Regions from separate parts of the Pan troglodytes genome. Here region 2 is linked to region 1. Evidence: chromatin contacts called from public HiChIP or PLAC-seq data. All regions are on one chromosome and are shown on one strand. The core of a region is the stretch at or near the end of the contact, and the rest is flanking DNA. Distances in the headings are between cores, read along the strand shown. Region 1 holds the start of DTX3L (deltex E3 ubiquitin ligase 3L). Region 2 holds the start of SEMA5B (semaphorin 5B).

Region 1 (3,252 bases), core at 215-2,714:
TAGCTTATACACACACTTCTGCATCTTATTTTTCCCACATAATGTATCCTAGAGATCTTTTCATGTTAGCACATAGAGAGCTTTTTCATTTTTCCTACTGCCCATTGTATTCCATTGTATAGATATACTATTATTATTAAACTGCTAGTCCCCCTATTTATGGGCATTAAAGAGTTCCCTATCTTTTGCTATTGTAAACAAGGCTGTAAAGAACATCTTTGTACACAGGTCACTTCACACAGGGGCTAATATATCAATAGGACAAATTCCTAGAAATGGAACTCCAGAACCAAAAAGTATATGCAGTTGTAATTCTGACAGTATTGCCAAATTGTTCACAGTAAAGATGGGCCCATTTCCAGTCTTACCAGCCATGTGCAAAAACCTTATCTCGGGCCTTTCTGCCGCCACTCATCCCTGCTTGTAAATGTGTCCTCCACACGGTTGTCAGCACCATATTTCTAAAATGCAAATCTGGCAAGTCATTTTCTTGCTTTCCCTGCTTAAAGCCCTTCAGGTCATCTTCACTGCTCTTCAAGGCTTTTCACCATCTAAATATGTCCTGTCCAGGGTGGACTATCAGCCTCACATAGCTACTGAGGCTACATGTGGCCAATCTGAATCGAGATGTGATGTAAGTATAAGAAAAACACTGGGTTGCAAAGACGTAGTATGATAAAAAGAATGTAAAAATCTCATTACATGCTGAAATGATTAAGTTTTGGATATGTCAATAACATCATTACAATTAATTTCATCTGTTTCTTTATCCTTTAAAAATATCCTAAAAATCATTAAAATTAATTTCATCTGTTTCTTTATCCTTTAAAAAGTATGGCTGCAAAAATTTTAGAATGAACCTACTGGCTCCCATTGTATTTCTGCTGGACAGTGCCCATCTAGGTAGGCCCTCCCTCCCTCATCCCCTCACCCATCTCCTTTCCTCCCAGGCCCCAGGCCCACTCTGTGCTTCAGACCACAGTGGTCCCTAAGCCTCAGGTGCTTTTCCCCCCAATCCTGTCCTCCCCATCTCGCCGCCACACTCAATGCATTAAGATTCTGCTTGAAACTTCCCCTTGGAGGCCTTGGAGAAGTTTTGCTCCTTGGTTCACAGGTCCGCCTCCCCTCACCAGCCCTTGACATCAGGGCCTTGCTCTGCTCTTTGAGCAGCAAGAAACAATTCAGTGCTGTTGGTTAAATCAAGCAATGGAGGAGAAAAGCCCGCAGAAGCCCGTCTAAAGGGTAGAGTTGGAGGGAGGGAAGGGGTAACAGGTCACAATTATCAGATGAACACATTCAAATTTTCAAAAATGGGTAAGTTTAACATGGATTCAGAATGTGAATTACTTTTTAGGATCAAATAATAGTGATAACAGCAGTAAGAGTTACAAAGAATAAGAAACACAGGAGAAACTTACTTTCTTTGCATAGTCTACTCACAAGGGAGGCCTGGCCCTGGGACCCGGGTCCGCGCCCGTCCCCCCTCTCCCCGCCCACCTCGAGCCTGCAGGAGAGGGGACCCCGAGGGCCCAGAGGCACCGGACCTCCTCACCCGGCAGGCCGCTCTCCTCGGTGCGGACAGCACAGGGAGGAGGGGGAAGCGGCTCTGCCGGGAACAGGGAGGGACCTCCAGGGAAGCGAAACTGAAACTTTGCGCCCAGTCGGCAGGGCGGGCCGCGCCTTTACGGCCCAGCTGCCTCCCGGAGCCCCCGCGCCCTCCCGACGCGCAGAGCCATGGCCTCCCACCTGCGCCCGCCGTCCCCGCTCCTCGTGCGGGTGTACAAGTCCGGCCCCCGAGTACGAAGGAAGCTGGAGAGCTACTTCCAGAGCTCTAAGTCCTCGGGCGGCGGGGAGTGCACGGTCAGCACCCAGGAACACGAGGCCCCGGGCACCTTCCGGGTGGAGTTCAGTGAAAGGGCAGGTGAGCTTTGGGCGGCCAGGCTGCGAAAGCCCTCTGGGCGCCCGGCCCCCGGGTTTCCAGGCGGACCCAGTTCCAGCTGACCTAGGGGAGAGGGCGGGAGAAAATATGTCACTGTGCGGTGGCGGACAGGGACGGGGCCCTGCTGCCAAGAGACTCACTGAGACAGTGAACACTCGGTGGAGGATGGGGCCTCACATGTGCCCGGTGCGGGTCTGGCTGACGGCGCCTTAGTGTGGATGCTTTCCATATCCTCATTCTAACTTAATTTCTCAGCTGTCATCTTCCTTCCCCCAGATGCCTGCCAGCTGCTGTCCTTGTCATTCAGGGATTCCACTTTTATGTTTTAAATAATGGTTCCATTGTTCCATCCATGAACAAAAGGATGTTCCATTTTGTGTTTTTGAGGATTACAAAAGTGATATATGCTCACTATAGAAATAAGAGAAAAGAGTAAAAAAGAAAACAACCTGAAGATAAACAATGTGACCATTTGGTGTATTTCCTTCCTGCCTTTTTTTATGAATGCCAGCAAACACAGGTGTATTTACAAAATTCGGAGTCTGCACTTTTGATTCCTGCTGTTGTCACTTACCTGTATAATGCGTATTGAAATGGGAGACTGGGCCGGGTGCGGTGGCTCACGCCTGTAATCCTAGCACTTTGGAGGCCGAGGTTGGTGGATCACCTGAGGCCAGGAGTTCAAGACCAGCCTGGCCAACATGGGGAAATTCCGTCTCTACTAATAATACAAAAATTACCCGGGCATGGTGGTGCGCACCTGTAATCCAAGCTACTCTGGAGGCTGAGGCAGGAGAATCGCTGGAACTCGGGAGGCAGAGAGGTTGCAGTGAGACGAGGTCCTACCATTGCACTCCAGCCTGGGTGACAGAGTGAGACTCCGTCTTAAAAAAAAAAAAAAAAAAAAAAGAAGGAAGGAAGGGAGGGAGGGAGGGAAAGAAGGAAGGAGGAAAGGGGAGACTGGAGACAGTTTCAGAAACATGATGTTTAATTGGTGGACAATGTTCCACTGTCATTAAGCTTTCACTTCTATAGTAAAACTTAATCCACACACTTTAGAGCTCTTAATAGCTCCCCGACTTTCTCCATCGCCAACACACCATTCCAGGATGCAGGGAGCAGCCTTACTGGGAGGTGCTGGGGCAGAGTACAGACACAGGAATGAGAGGATTACTTGAAATCTCTCCCATTTTTATGTGTGTATATGTGTGTGTTTAATGTCTCCACTGAAGCTAAGGAGAGAGTGTTGAAAAAAGGAGAGCACCAAATACTTGTTGACGAAAAACCTGTGCCCATTTTCCTGGTACCCACTG
Region 2 (3,449 bases), core at 344-2,843, 450 kb after region 1:
GTAGCCAGCCTTCCCGGCTCCTGCTGCTCTCACCCCGCCCCTCTGCAGAAAGCCTGGGCAGGATCGCAGGGGTGCGAGCAGAATCCAGCGCTCCTCTCTCCCCATCCAGACTCGCGGCCCACTCCCGCCTGGCGCGGCGGGCAGTCGGAACTACCCAAAGACTGGGCTCGAGGTGGGGGGCGGGGGCGGGGAGGAGGGGGCCAGAACGGCGCTGCAGGTGGTCCTCCTCCTTGTTTAAAGTTTGCGGTGGGCAAAGGAGTCGGCTCCGTTGGGCCGGGTTTTCTCGAGCCTCGCCTTCTTCCTCCGCCGGTCCGGCGACCACTTCCCTCTTGGCTCCCGCCCCGCGCGGGTCCCCATCCCCTCTCCCGTCTGCATCCCTCTCTGTGCCCGAGCGCCCCCCGCTCCCTCCCTCCTCGCTGGATCTCCCGCAGGACGTGAGCGGAAAGTGAATGGGCAGCCCCAACCACAAAGACAAATTACCATGAGAAACATAAATCGGGAAATCGCCGCTCGCGTCCCCGCTTCCAGCTGCCGCACCCCTCTCCACCCTCCCAGCCGGGAGTGCGGGGCCCTGAGCCACTGCCCCTGGAGCCTGGTGGGCAGAGTTCACGCTCCGCAGGCCTGGTCAGGGCAAGAGCGTCCTGGAGGGGGGTCTGGGAAGAATCCGGGCGGCGGCTCCGCAGGCGGCGGCGGTGGAGCGGGGACGTCCCTGAGCGGGAGATTTCACACTCTGGGCGGGCCACGCGTTCCCACGCGCCTCGCCGCCCGCACTCTCCCTCAGTGCTGTTTACTAGCCGGCCCTCTCTGAGCCTCCATCTCCGCACCTCTGTCCCTCCGTCCCTCAGCCTCACTCGTCCGTCTCCTTCTCCAGGCCTGGGTCCCGGGTCCCCATCGCCGCTGCAGCCCACATGCGCCGACCACAGCCCTGGCAGGGCCCAGTGCAACCCGGACCCAGAGCTGGCTGGCGGCGGGAACGCAGCAGCGCTGAGGGCTCTCAAGCCGAGGTGGCAGCGGGAGGCGCGGAAGCCAGGGGACCCCCTGTCCTCCCGCCCGCAGCCTCACCTACCTGGCTTCAACTTGCCAGAGCCCGAACCCCTACCTCTCTACCCCGATACCCACCCGAGTTGCTGAAGTTTGCAAGTTGCAGCCCCAACCCGCGCAGGGGAAGCGCCCGGAGCTCCCGGGACTCACCTCCCAGCGGCGGGTGCAAGTGCCCGGTTCCCCGCGGCTCCCGACTCCCGGGCGGCGCGGAGCGGCGGGAGCGAACCAGATGGGCTGGCGGCCTGTCTGGGAATGGGGCGGCCGCGCAGGAACGGCCTCCAGCTCTCAGCGCTCCGGTGCAGTCCCGACCCGGGCCCGCGCCCGCTGCGCTCGGGCTCCCAGCAGCCGCTGGACGCGCTGCCGACCCGCCCGGCTCGGCGGAGCTGGGCTCTGGCACCAACCCCCGCGCTCCAACTAGCTCCCGACCCGGCGCTCGGAGAGAGCAGGGAGGAGGAGACCGCGGGAGCAGAAGGAGGGAGGGGGCGGTGGGGGAGGAGTTGCAAGCAAAGGGAGAGAATGAGGGGAGCGGGAGCGAAAAAGAGGAGGGGGCTGGAGCAGACCTGCCGCGGCGGGCGCTGCACCCGCCAGCCTCGAGGCGCGCGGAGGAGCGCGAGGGGGCGCCCTGCATCCCGCGGCTGCTCGGCCGACTCCCGCCCCGGGCCTGCCGAGTGTGGTGACCAGCCCGGTGGGCCGAAGCCCCTTCCCCGGCCGGCATTCCGGCGACAAGACCTAGGACTCCGAGCACTTGCCGCCGTTTGCCACATCCCGCCTTGCCGTTCTCGGTCACCCCATCTCGAATGTGACATCCCCGAGGGCCATCGGCGCGGCCTGCCCACCCCAACACTCCGGGCCTGAGGAAGCTCCCCCAAACCCCACTCCGGACTCCCACATTCCCCAGCCCCGTCAGTTCGGAACGATCTTCCTGCCTGTGGATTTGAAGGGGAAGGGACCTCGTGTAAAACGGGGGAGAGCCGTTATAACCTGCAGCGGCAGAGAGGGAGGCTAGGCTGCTGGGCTGGGCTGGAAAGCCAGAACTGGCCGGATTAGGGTTAACCTTGCAAACTGTGCGATACCGAGCGAACCTCTCCAAGCCTCAGTTTCCTCAGCTGTAAACTGGGGTTAGTAATACGCACCCTACAGAATTGTGAAGAACGAGTAGGGGATACGGGGAGTAAAATAACATCAGGAACAGTGGGAGAGCAGCCAAGAGATGAGTGATCCGGGGAGGTGGTGGAGCGTTCTCAGCTGAAGACGGAAGGTTTAGCGCAATCACAAGGAGCGAGGCCGAATTGTTTACAAGTTTAAGTGATCTAGTGTTTCTGATGGCTAGAAGGCGGGAGAGAAAGATGCAAGGGGCAAGCTTCAAATCCTAGCTGCCCGGGCTGCAAGAGGGATGGGAAGGGAGCCCTCTGCTGAACAAAAAATATATTTGAAAATGTAAAAAAAGGTGACCTAAGAACGAGTGAGAAAGACAAAGGATTTGAAAAATTAAAACCAGGAAAGTGTGATTCTAAGAGATAACCAAAGAGAACTATGAAATAAAAATAGATAAGTTGGAGGAAGGAAAATATCAAAAGACTTTCTAGAGTATGCCAAAAATTGGATAATTAGAACAAAGTCTGAGTGAAGCATTTTACATAATAAAATTCTGGGTAAAGGAAAACCCAGATAAAGCAGAAGAATTGAGACACTAAGAGCCCCAGAGAAGCACCTCCTCCCTGCCATCCTCCTACCCCTGGACCATGGCAAGAAGCAGTTTGACAGGATAATGGGAAAGAAAGGGTGGTTCTGAATCCAAGAAGGGAGTTTATGAGACACTGTAAAAAGAGAAACAGTGCAAGATCTCAAAGATAGACTTTCTAGGGCAACGGAAATGCTGAAACTCATAATGTGCAGAATGGAGAGAAACTTGCAAAGGGAAAACACGTTCTGGACACAAAGGCAGAGATGCAGAGAAGAAAAGAAAGGAAACGGGCATGTGTGGGCATACCAGTCTGGTAGCCCATTCATTTAATATTGGGGTAAAAATCAAGTTGGAAGAGGCAGCACGGGATATTGAGTCCAAATCTATCATTTTATCGACAAGGACAATGAGCTCTGGACCATTCTCCCAGAGTCCCAGGCTGAGATAGGGATAGGTCTCCTGATCTCCACCGTGGAACCTTTCCACTGCTATGAGCGTGCCCCCCGCCAACCCCCATTCCCTGCAGAGCCATGGGGAATGTTTTTGTCATCACAAAAAATAGAAGTATGTGCAATATAGAGATACCTTTTAATTAACACAAAAAACCACGAAGCTATTCCATACTGCAGGACCAGGGAATGAACAGGAGAGCTTCCAATTTGTCTGGTTGGGAGAATAGACAAAATGCCTTCTGAGTGGCTCTGTCAGCCACAGCTCTCCCTTG

What was found. HiChIP or PLAC-seq counts read pairs in DNA pulled down with a chosen protein or histone mark.
Region 2: a contact with region 1 is called in an H3K4me3 HiChIP or PLAC-seq map of stem cell-derived excitatory neurons, with 7 times the contacts expected there. The contact joins the promoter of SEMA5B here to the promoter of DTX3L in region 1. A contact is called at or near these places in 1 of 7 Hi-C or Micro-C datasets (stem cell-derived neural progenitor cells) and 1 of 1 datasets of contacts at active chromatin or transcription factors (stem cell-derived excitatory neurons).

The regions. Positions count from the first base shown.
Region 1 is chr2:125,837,479-125,840,730 of NHGRI_mPanTro3-v2.0_pri, forward strand. DTX3L (deltex E3 ubiquitin ligase 3L) reads left to right here and starts at 1,465. Exons shown (of 5, transcript XM_526285.8): 1 at 1,465-1,921; 2 at 3,172-3,252. The coding sequence starts at 1,735. It overlaps PARP9 (poly(ADP-ribose) polymerase family member 9), which reads right to left and starts at 1,919. Exons shown (of 11, transcript XM_001167453.7): 1 at 1,747-1,919.
Region 2 is chr2:126,289,893-126,293,341 of NHGRI_mPanTro3-v2.0_pri, forward strand. It overlaps SEMA5B (semaphorin 5B), which reads right to left and starts at 1,594. Exons shown (of 22, transcript XM_016941758.4): 1 at 1,192-1,594.